2 separate regions of the Zea mays genome follow, and region 2 is linked to region 1. Evidence: chromatin contacts called from public Hi-C data. All regions are on one chromosome and are shown on one strand. The core of a region is the stretch at or near the end of the contact, and the rest is flanking DNA. Distances in the headings are between cores, read along the strand shown.

Region 1 (3,915 bases), core at 901-3,400:
CCGCCTGTTAGTTTAAAACAACTTGATACATGTACTGATAATACATACATATATTACTCTTGCTGTTGGCTGAAGGAAGGAGATGCTTGTTGCTGTTGCTGCCTGGTTGGATTATTAGGGTTCCTGTGGGCTTGGCTGCCATTGCCATGTGGGCGTGCCACGTGGGCCCGCATGCCAGGCAGTGGAGACGGTGCACAGCTGCTGCAGGTCACTGGGGACCTGGAGGAGCGCCAGCATGCAGATGCAGGTGGTGGCCAAGGACCGGGTTAGCTAGCCCTGTTCATCTTTTGTTCACCTTTTCAGGGGAGCATGTGAATTTCCCTGGAGCATCTGCAACTCTAGCAGTGTGATTTCTCTCGCTCCTCGCAAGTTGCCACTGTTTGTGGTCTGATGTCTGAAGAAAACACAGCAGTGGGTCTCGGCTCTCTTGTTCTCTAGCTAGGGGCCCTCTTGCCTCTCCAGTTAAACAATTCAACGGTAGCTGTAGTTGTTGCGAGCACGGGGGACTGAACTGACTGTGTGGGTGACAGCAGGGTAAAGAAAGAAATGGTTGTGACTCCTCTCTGCTTTGCTTCAGGCTTTACTCTTGTATCTATTGTGCCTTTTCGCTTGGCATTGCATACCATCAGCTAGCATTTTTTTTCTCTCCTCAGTTCTCAGAAGAAGGAAAAGAAGGGTACAGATGTAAACGAGGAGTGCTGAGAAAGATGCATGCGTGCTCTTCTTCATCCTTGGTCCGCCTGCCTTTGCTTTGCAGTGTCTCTTGCTGCTGCCGTTTGCTGGGTGTTTTGTAGTGCAGTGCTTGGCCATTGCCATGGAAGTATGGAAGCCCGTCTTAAAGACTGAAGGCTAGAAGCAGTATAAGTCGGTATGGATTAAAACCAAGTGAACGTTCGAGCAGCCGCCAATTTGCTGTAGGTCTTCTGCGGAATGATCTGACGAATGGATGAATGATTGCCATGAACCGCTTGCACGTTTTGCTCTTGGTAGTGGTACTGCTACCCTGTCCTGTAGTTGGCTGTGTGTTGTTGGTTCTTCTCGTTCAGATCCCTGTACAGTGACTGGCTGACAGTTTTGAATTGGGGCTGCCATGCCACTGCCACCTTCTACGGCGGATGCGTGCTTTCTCACCGATCCTTGAAGCATGAATGCGTACATTAACTAATTTGATCTGGTGATTGCTTGTTTGATCTGGCATGCAACGTTAACTAATTTGACCAAGTAAAAGGGTCCTCGATCCTCCTCAAAGCAAGCTACTGCCATGGCAGGAGGGGTGGGCCACTGCTAAACTACTATTTAAAATAGTTACAATTTTTATTTTTAGGAAAAAATATTTATAGAAGTAAAATAATGATTCAGGTTTTTTTGTTGTTGTTGGTCGTCTACCCCAGCAATAATGATTCAGAAATTTGTTTCTATAACAAACTTATTTAGAGCTATGAATAATCTTTTAAAAATCTAGTCAGATTTAAGACATGTTTTATTTATATAACGATAACTAATAAAGAACGGAGAGAGTATGTCCGTTGCATTCTTCAGCGAGAAAACAATAAAGAAAAAGTATATCATCAGGCTATTCACCTAGCAAAAAAATAGCAACTTTATGTCAGTAGTGCTCTCTCTGAATCAAACTCGACTTCTAGAGCGTTTCCATGTTAAACTATTTCAAATCTAAACTGCGTTATTACAGAAAATAATTATACTTCTCGCAAAATATAGCTTAATAATACAGTATATTTATTTTATGACAGAATAGTCTTACAAATTGGAACACGAACCAGCAGATGGGACGCCGCATGGTCCAACATGCAGGCACATCCAGAAATTAGAGGACCACCAGCATGACAACATGTCAACATCAGTGCACACACCATGGACAGTACTAATAATGTATAAATTTTCTAATTTAAACTTATCAAAAAAATATTTTTATTATAGCTAAAGTACAACTAATTTAAATTTTATATATAATTAGAGCAAGATAGAGAGAATATATATGAAATTTTTATTAACTTTTTAGTTCGTATGCACTAAAGTTTCATGTGCGCTCGATATATTCTCACACGGGGCAACCGACACATAATGAACCAGTTTCATGGGCCGCTCTTCTTACCAAACCAATCCAGCAAGAATTCGGCCCAATAGCCCTGTGCTGTTTGCTGTTTTTCGTTTCTCCCGTTCACCTGGCATCCACGCTCGATTCGGCCGTTTTCCGCATCCACGGTGCCAGGCGACCGCCGCCGCTTCCCTACTCACCCTTGGCCGGCGACGACGAGCGCCCACTACGGCAGGTACGCCCCCCATCCCCTTCCTTCTCTGCGAAACTGAGCACTTGACCCCGAACCCTAATTCAAGCTACTGTATTTGGCTATCTATATCCGGATCTGATCCAATCACAAGCGCAAGTGTCTGCACGTATCGTCCCTGCTAATTTCGTTCTTTATATCCTTTGTTGGATCCGCCGCTGCCTCCTGCATTCCATTCCAGGATGACGACGCTCAGGAACCTCAAGATCAAGACGTCGACGTGCAAGAGGATCGTGAAGGAGCTGCGCTCGTACGAGAAGGAGGTGGAGAAGGAGGCTGCCAAGACCGCCGACATGAAGGAGAAGGGCGCCGATCCCTACGACCTCAAACAGCAGGTGCTGACAGGTCCTTTGATTCTCAGAGCATTCTTCTATCACTACTTTTTTTCTGTTACTGAACTCACCCACTCTGCCCTAGTGATTGCAAAGCATACTAAGGTGCCGTTTGGTTTATATATTTGTAATGTAATAGGTAACGGATAACGTTAAATCATGTTTGTTTTAGTCCAACTGTAATCAGATACCACACTAAAATTTGATACCAGCCTATTCAAATTTGTTACCGCCAGTAATCGAGCCGAAACCATTACCATTACCATTTACGTTACATTTTTTGAACCAAACAGCACCTAAGATCCTAGTGTGTTGCGTTGCTCCCACTGGTTGTGATCTGATATATTTGTGGCAGTCCTTAGCATTGCTCGGTGGCCTTTCAGTCTGCAGCTAGTTAGGTTAATACTTCCGGATTGCCATGCCATAATCGGTTCAGTTTAGCCTTTCCGTGACAGGAGATTCCATTTGATTGTAACAATGTACTGTCAACTATTTTGACGAAAGCATATGAGCATATAATCTCTTGATGCTATAATCATAGGAGTAATTGACTGACGTTGATGTTTTCTTTTGGTCTTTGACACTTTGAACTTATAAGGTAAGCTCGTCATAGTTCATCTTTCTGTGTTCAATAATTAAACTGACTTCCCGTTTCTCAGATGTGTTGTATTTGTCATACTACATGAAGCCACATATGTGTTCTTCATGTAAACGTGATTGTGAAAAGGTCATTGTTCAAATTGCCTGATCATCTGATCTCAGAACTGACGGGTCTGTCGAAACTTGTAACTTCATCTCCGCAGGAGAATGTTTTGGCTGAGTCAAGGATGATGGTCCCAGACTGCCACAAACGACTTGAAACTGCACTGGCTGACTTGAAAGCAACACTGGTATGGCATAAAAGTTCCGTTTCCGTTTCCTTAAATGTTCTGCATTGTTTTCTTCGTGGCCCGCTTCAATGGCTGCATCGTCGCAGGCTGAACTGAAGGAGTCAAATGAGCAAGGTGCCGAGATTGGAGAAGCTGAGAGTACAATCGCAGAAGTTGAAGCAGTTGTCAAGCCAGCAGAAGATTAAACTAAAAAAAACTCTTGGTTTGCTGAACTGTTAGCGCACATCCTATTTTCTCATATTCAGCCCTTGTGAGCTTATTACGATATGTTTGAGGCGTCAAATCCTGTACCATTATCATCACTTCTGTCTTGAAATTTGAGTTTTATGTTCCCAAGTTCAAAGCGTTACTGTTTGTTGTCTGGGAGAGCGCACATCCCTGGCTTCT
Region 2 (3,915 bases), core at 906-3,405, 140 kb after region 1:
AAAATGATACATGCACACACATATCACACCGAGTAATTGGTTAAAAAAGAATGATCTAGTCTACGAGAATATAGAAGCGAGCTTTAAGGACTCCAAATCTCTATCTATGTTCTTCTGCACAACCTCCTCACATGCAGTAAATATCTGATACTTTGAACTCTGTAGAAGAAGAATGATCTTCACAAACACACACCTGCCATTGAGGTAGATACCATCGGCGATGTAATACCCTTGGTTGTACTCACATCCATTCACTCTCTTTTGAGCATAGCAGTGGCCAACAATGATTGGTTGTGCATGTTGACATTGTTGTTCAACCCCGCTAACCCCAACAACATGCCAAATCTGTAAGTCATGCTAGGCAAGCATGATGGTTGGGGATCTAATTTCCCCCTTGTAAAGGGCCCTTTCCATTCAACGGAAGACTTCCTCTACTTTCAATGCATGCAATCTATACTCTCCATCGTGCCCGAAAATCCCCTCCTCTCCCTTAGCTAAAACTCGCCTAAGATCATCAACGGTGGGACGACGACAATACTCTTCACGAAAACATGAAATCACACCCCACTAAAGAAATATTTGAGACACCCTATGGCCAACTTTTTTTTCCTATTTTGATATACTTGTAAATAAAGTCAGCAATGCTACCATAAGAGAGCATGTGGAGGACATCGATGCATTTTTGGTGGGGGGAAAACTGTTGTGGTTGAGTGTATCAGTTCTATGATTGAAGTAGGGGGAATGCTCATCCAATCCCTCTAAAATTTGAAGAGGCTTCTCTGCATATGGTACCTTCGACGAAAGTAGAGCGAACGATAGACATATGGGTCGTTTAAGTAGTCTTGCATCAATCGGATGTGGATGGCTCACGCCAGTTGATGTAGCTCCGCTGCCACGTCCTTCACCTCCCTCTCATTGAAGATCCAGAGACAGGTTTCAGCAACGTGTCCATCATAGTTTGATGTAACATATCTAGCACCTCGTGTTCGATCATCCCAACGTCGAAGCCCGAGGAAGACATTATGACAGTGGTTCGATGGTGTGTAAGGATAGAAGGGTAAAATCGAAGTGGTAAAATGAACCCAAACAGTCCCCTCAATTATAATCCCCTCAATTATAAACAGGTCCATTGACCAACCAACATTAGAGCTAGACCAATCTGTTGGCTCGGCCGCGTCACCGGTAATTATCTTCTCACGTTGGAACCAACCTAACTACTAGTACTAAGGTCATGTTTGGGATGGCTTCTGTCAAAAATTATAGCTTCGATTTTGTAGCTTCAACATAAAACAACTCAAACATATTGTTCAAGTGGGAGGAATGTTTAGCTTACACATGGACTCCAACTTCTGTAATACAATTAATTTGTGTTTCTTTAATTACCTTTGATGATTAGTGCATTATGATAACCAATAGCATGGTGGATAATTTTCGTACACTTTGAAGAGCTTCAAAAATTCTATGAAACTGAACTCTAATTTCAATTTTTTTAAAAAGCTAGAGTTCGACCTATTTGGATAGAACAAGCTAAAATGGACCTGAAATTTTTGAAGTGAAGCCTCCCAAACATAACCTAAATACACCATGTCTAGTTGATCCAAGCAATCCCTTAATGAGACATGCCTAGTTGATCCAGCAAGTATGCACAGCACTATGATCTAAACAACCATGGAACCAACAGATTCGGGCTGAGGTGATGACATTTGTTGAACAACCACAGCCCCGCATGTTGGGTGAAGAAGAAACAGCATAACGTGATCTGCACGGCAGCCGCTAGATTTGCTCACTATTAGGCCTACTTTGGGAACTTCGAATCTCCTTCAGGGTGAGGATTAAAGTGGAAATAAACTAATTCCCTCTCTAATCCCCTTCAATCCCGAAAGGGGTTTAAATTTCAGAGCTAGTTTAAGAATCCCATTTTCACAAGAGATTTCTATTTTTCTAATAATTTTTTTTTAGAAAAATATAAATCTCTTAAATAAATAGAGTTTCCGAACTAGCCCTCGAGAACAAAAGCAAAGCGAGCATACAGCTAGTAATAAAACCAGAAGCTCATGCACATGCTGCCAAAACTGACCGACCCGGTGGGATGTCCCTGAACAGGGGCAAAGCAAAGATTAGCGTATGGGGATCCACCAATAGAGCAGGTCCCCACTCCCCACAGGCCACATATCAGCAGGGCCTGCTTTCATGGAACCATCCTATTCTACTGTTGGATTACACATGGTGGTCCGCGGTCACACAATTCAACCATCAGGCGAGTTTTTCGATCCTGCAAAAGAACCGGCAGAAGAAACGAGGCGTCCATAAGTCCCAACACCTATCTCCATCAACTCTCCTATCTCATTTCTTAGTCAATTCTCGATGAAAGTTTCATAATTATTTAATACGGTAACACATCATCACATTTGGTAACATGGCATTGCAGTTCATTGAAAAATATAGAAAGTTTTATAGGAGATGGTAGAGTTTCATGTGACCGAAACTCTAGTTACCTAGTTTAAATCTAATGTGACAGCAATGAAAACAGTGCATTGAGAATAGTCTTATCTCACCTTTTATTTTAAACTTCAATCTACAAATAATACTATATACCATGTAAAACAATATTTTACACAATCATACGCTTGAACACAGTCTAAACCTACACCTTAGAAATTAGAGGTTTGGAGGGGATTATGAAGGGTCAGAGGAGGGTGGAGAATTTTGACGGACTTCCCTCGATCCCTCACAGGTCCCAACCGGACCTAAGAGCATCTAAACAGTACCTTAAATCAGCGACCTAACTTAAAATATAGGGCTCAAATTCAAAAATAAAAAACAAACGGCTTCATCAATATCTTATTTTAATTTTTGGGCCACTATTTTAAGTCTCATTGTTGGAGATGCAGCATCCGCGGATGAATTCCGTGTGTGGTTATTTTACACATGGCGCCAGAAATAAGAGATGACGTCAATTGCCTACCTACCTAGCTAAAAACTATACGGTACGGGTTTGTTTGGGAGCAAGGATACACAATACGTATGGACTCAATTCAAAGGACAATTACTCGCCAAAAATTGAATCTACTTGATAGATGCAAGTTCTCCCTACGCTAAGGCAATGTTTCTGTGTACAGGCACCCAAAAAAAATCTACCTGGCTGGCCCTGGATCTTGAAAACCTGCAGGACCCCGCTGCCACGAATGGTGGTCCCCTGAGCACGATGGGTAATGACAGAAGCCCCCTCGATTTGATTGTTAACGAAAGCCTTCCCTCGAGCTATTTTGCAATGCTGACGTGGTTTTCCAAATCCCATACCACGACCTTACCATCCAATCCTGTAAGCCGCGTGGCAAGGAGTGTCAAAACATGTTCGAACAATAGAGCTGGAAGCAATTGGAACGCTCAGCTATAAACCTGACGTGCTGAATCGTTTGATAGTACCATCGCTTCCTTTTCTCAAGGGTACAATACACCTGACGATACGAAGAAATTATTAATTAGTCTTTAGGAGATGAAAGTACATCACTGGAAGTACGGAAATAGAGATAAGGAGCTAAAGAGGTTACGTTATGCAATTCTCATGGGCCCCACCACGAGCTTTCGATGGTTCAACAGTGTCGCTACTAGCCCCCTGCTTTGATTGTCCATATAGCTTTCCAAGGGCTTCAGAGAGCTGAAATGTTGTTCCCCCCGGTATTATTAGTTCATGCCTGATGTTGACTTGGTGAGTTCAACTCAATCACAAAGCTTCTCAGTGATCAGAACTTCAGCAGCATTAGATCAGTTTGGCATCAAAATAAATTGGTCAAACACCGCGGAATAGATTACATGTAAATCTTTATGACCGAATTCCAACTGGACCAGGATTGACTACATCCAAACAAAGCCTTACCGAGAACCACTAGCATAAAGGTCAGACTATTGGCTGAA

What was found. Hi-C and Micro-C count contacts between places; a contact is called where the count stands out from the background.
Region 2: a contact with region 1 is called in a Hi-C map of leaf, with 2.8 times the contacts expected there. The contact joins the enhancer-like site here to the promoter of LOC100281977 in region 1. A contact is called at or near these places in 3 of 25 Hi-C or Micro-C datasets (all in leaf).

The regions. Positions count from the first base shown.
Region 1 is chr5:224,048,989-224,052,903 of Zm-B73-REFERENCE-NAM-5.0, forward strand. LOC100281977 reads left to right here and starts at 2,151. Exons shown (of 4, transcript NM_001154894.2): 1 at 2,151-2,291; 2 at 2,488-2,641; 3 at 3,442-3,528; 4 at 3,615-3,915. The coding sequence starts at 2,489. The coding sequence ends at 3,713. It overlaps LOC103627892 (Phosphatidylinositol N-acetyglucosaminlytransferase subunit P-related), which reads left to right. Exons shown (of 7, transcript XM_020538745.3): 7 at 654-1,190.
Region 2 is chr5:224,186,531-224,190,445 of Zm-B73-REFERENCE-NAM-5.0, forward strand. LOC100384689 (Actin-related protein 2/3 complex subunit 1A) reads right to left here. Exons shown (of 16, transcript NR_159488.1): 13 at 3,552-3,658; 14 at 3,400-3,458; 15 at 3,139-3,320; 16 at 2,035-2,272. Among protein-coding and RNA genes, the nearest start is that of LOC100384689, 6.5 kb to the right of the region's middle. Within about 2 kb of position 2,156, at least 17 of the 20 cell types and tissues checked have an H3K27ac peak or open chromatin away from gene starts, as enhancers often do. A contact at or near this core is called in leaf, where this site is marked.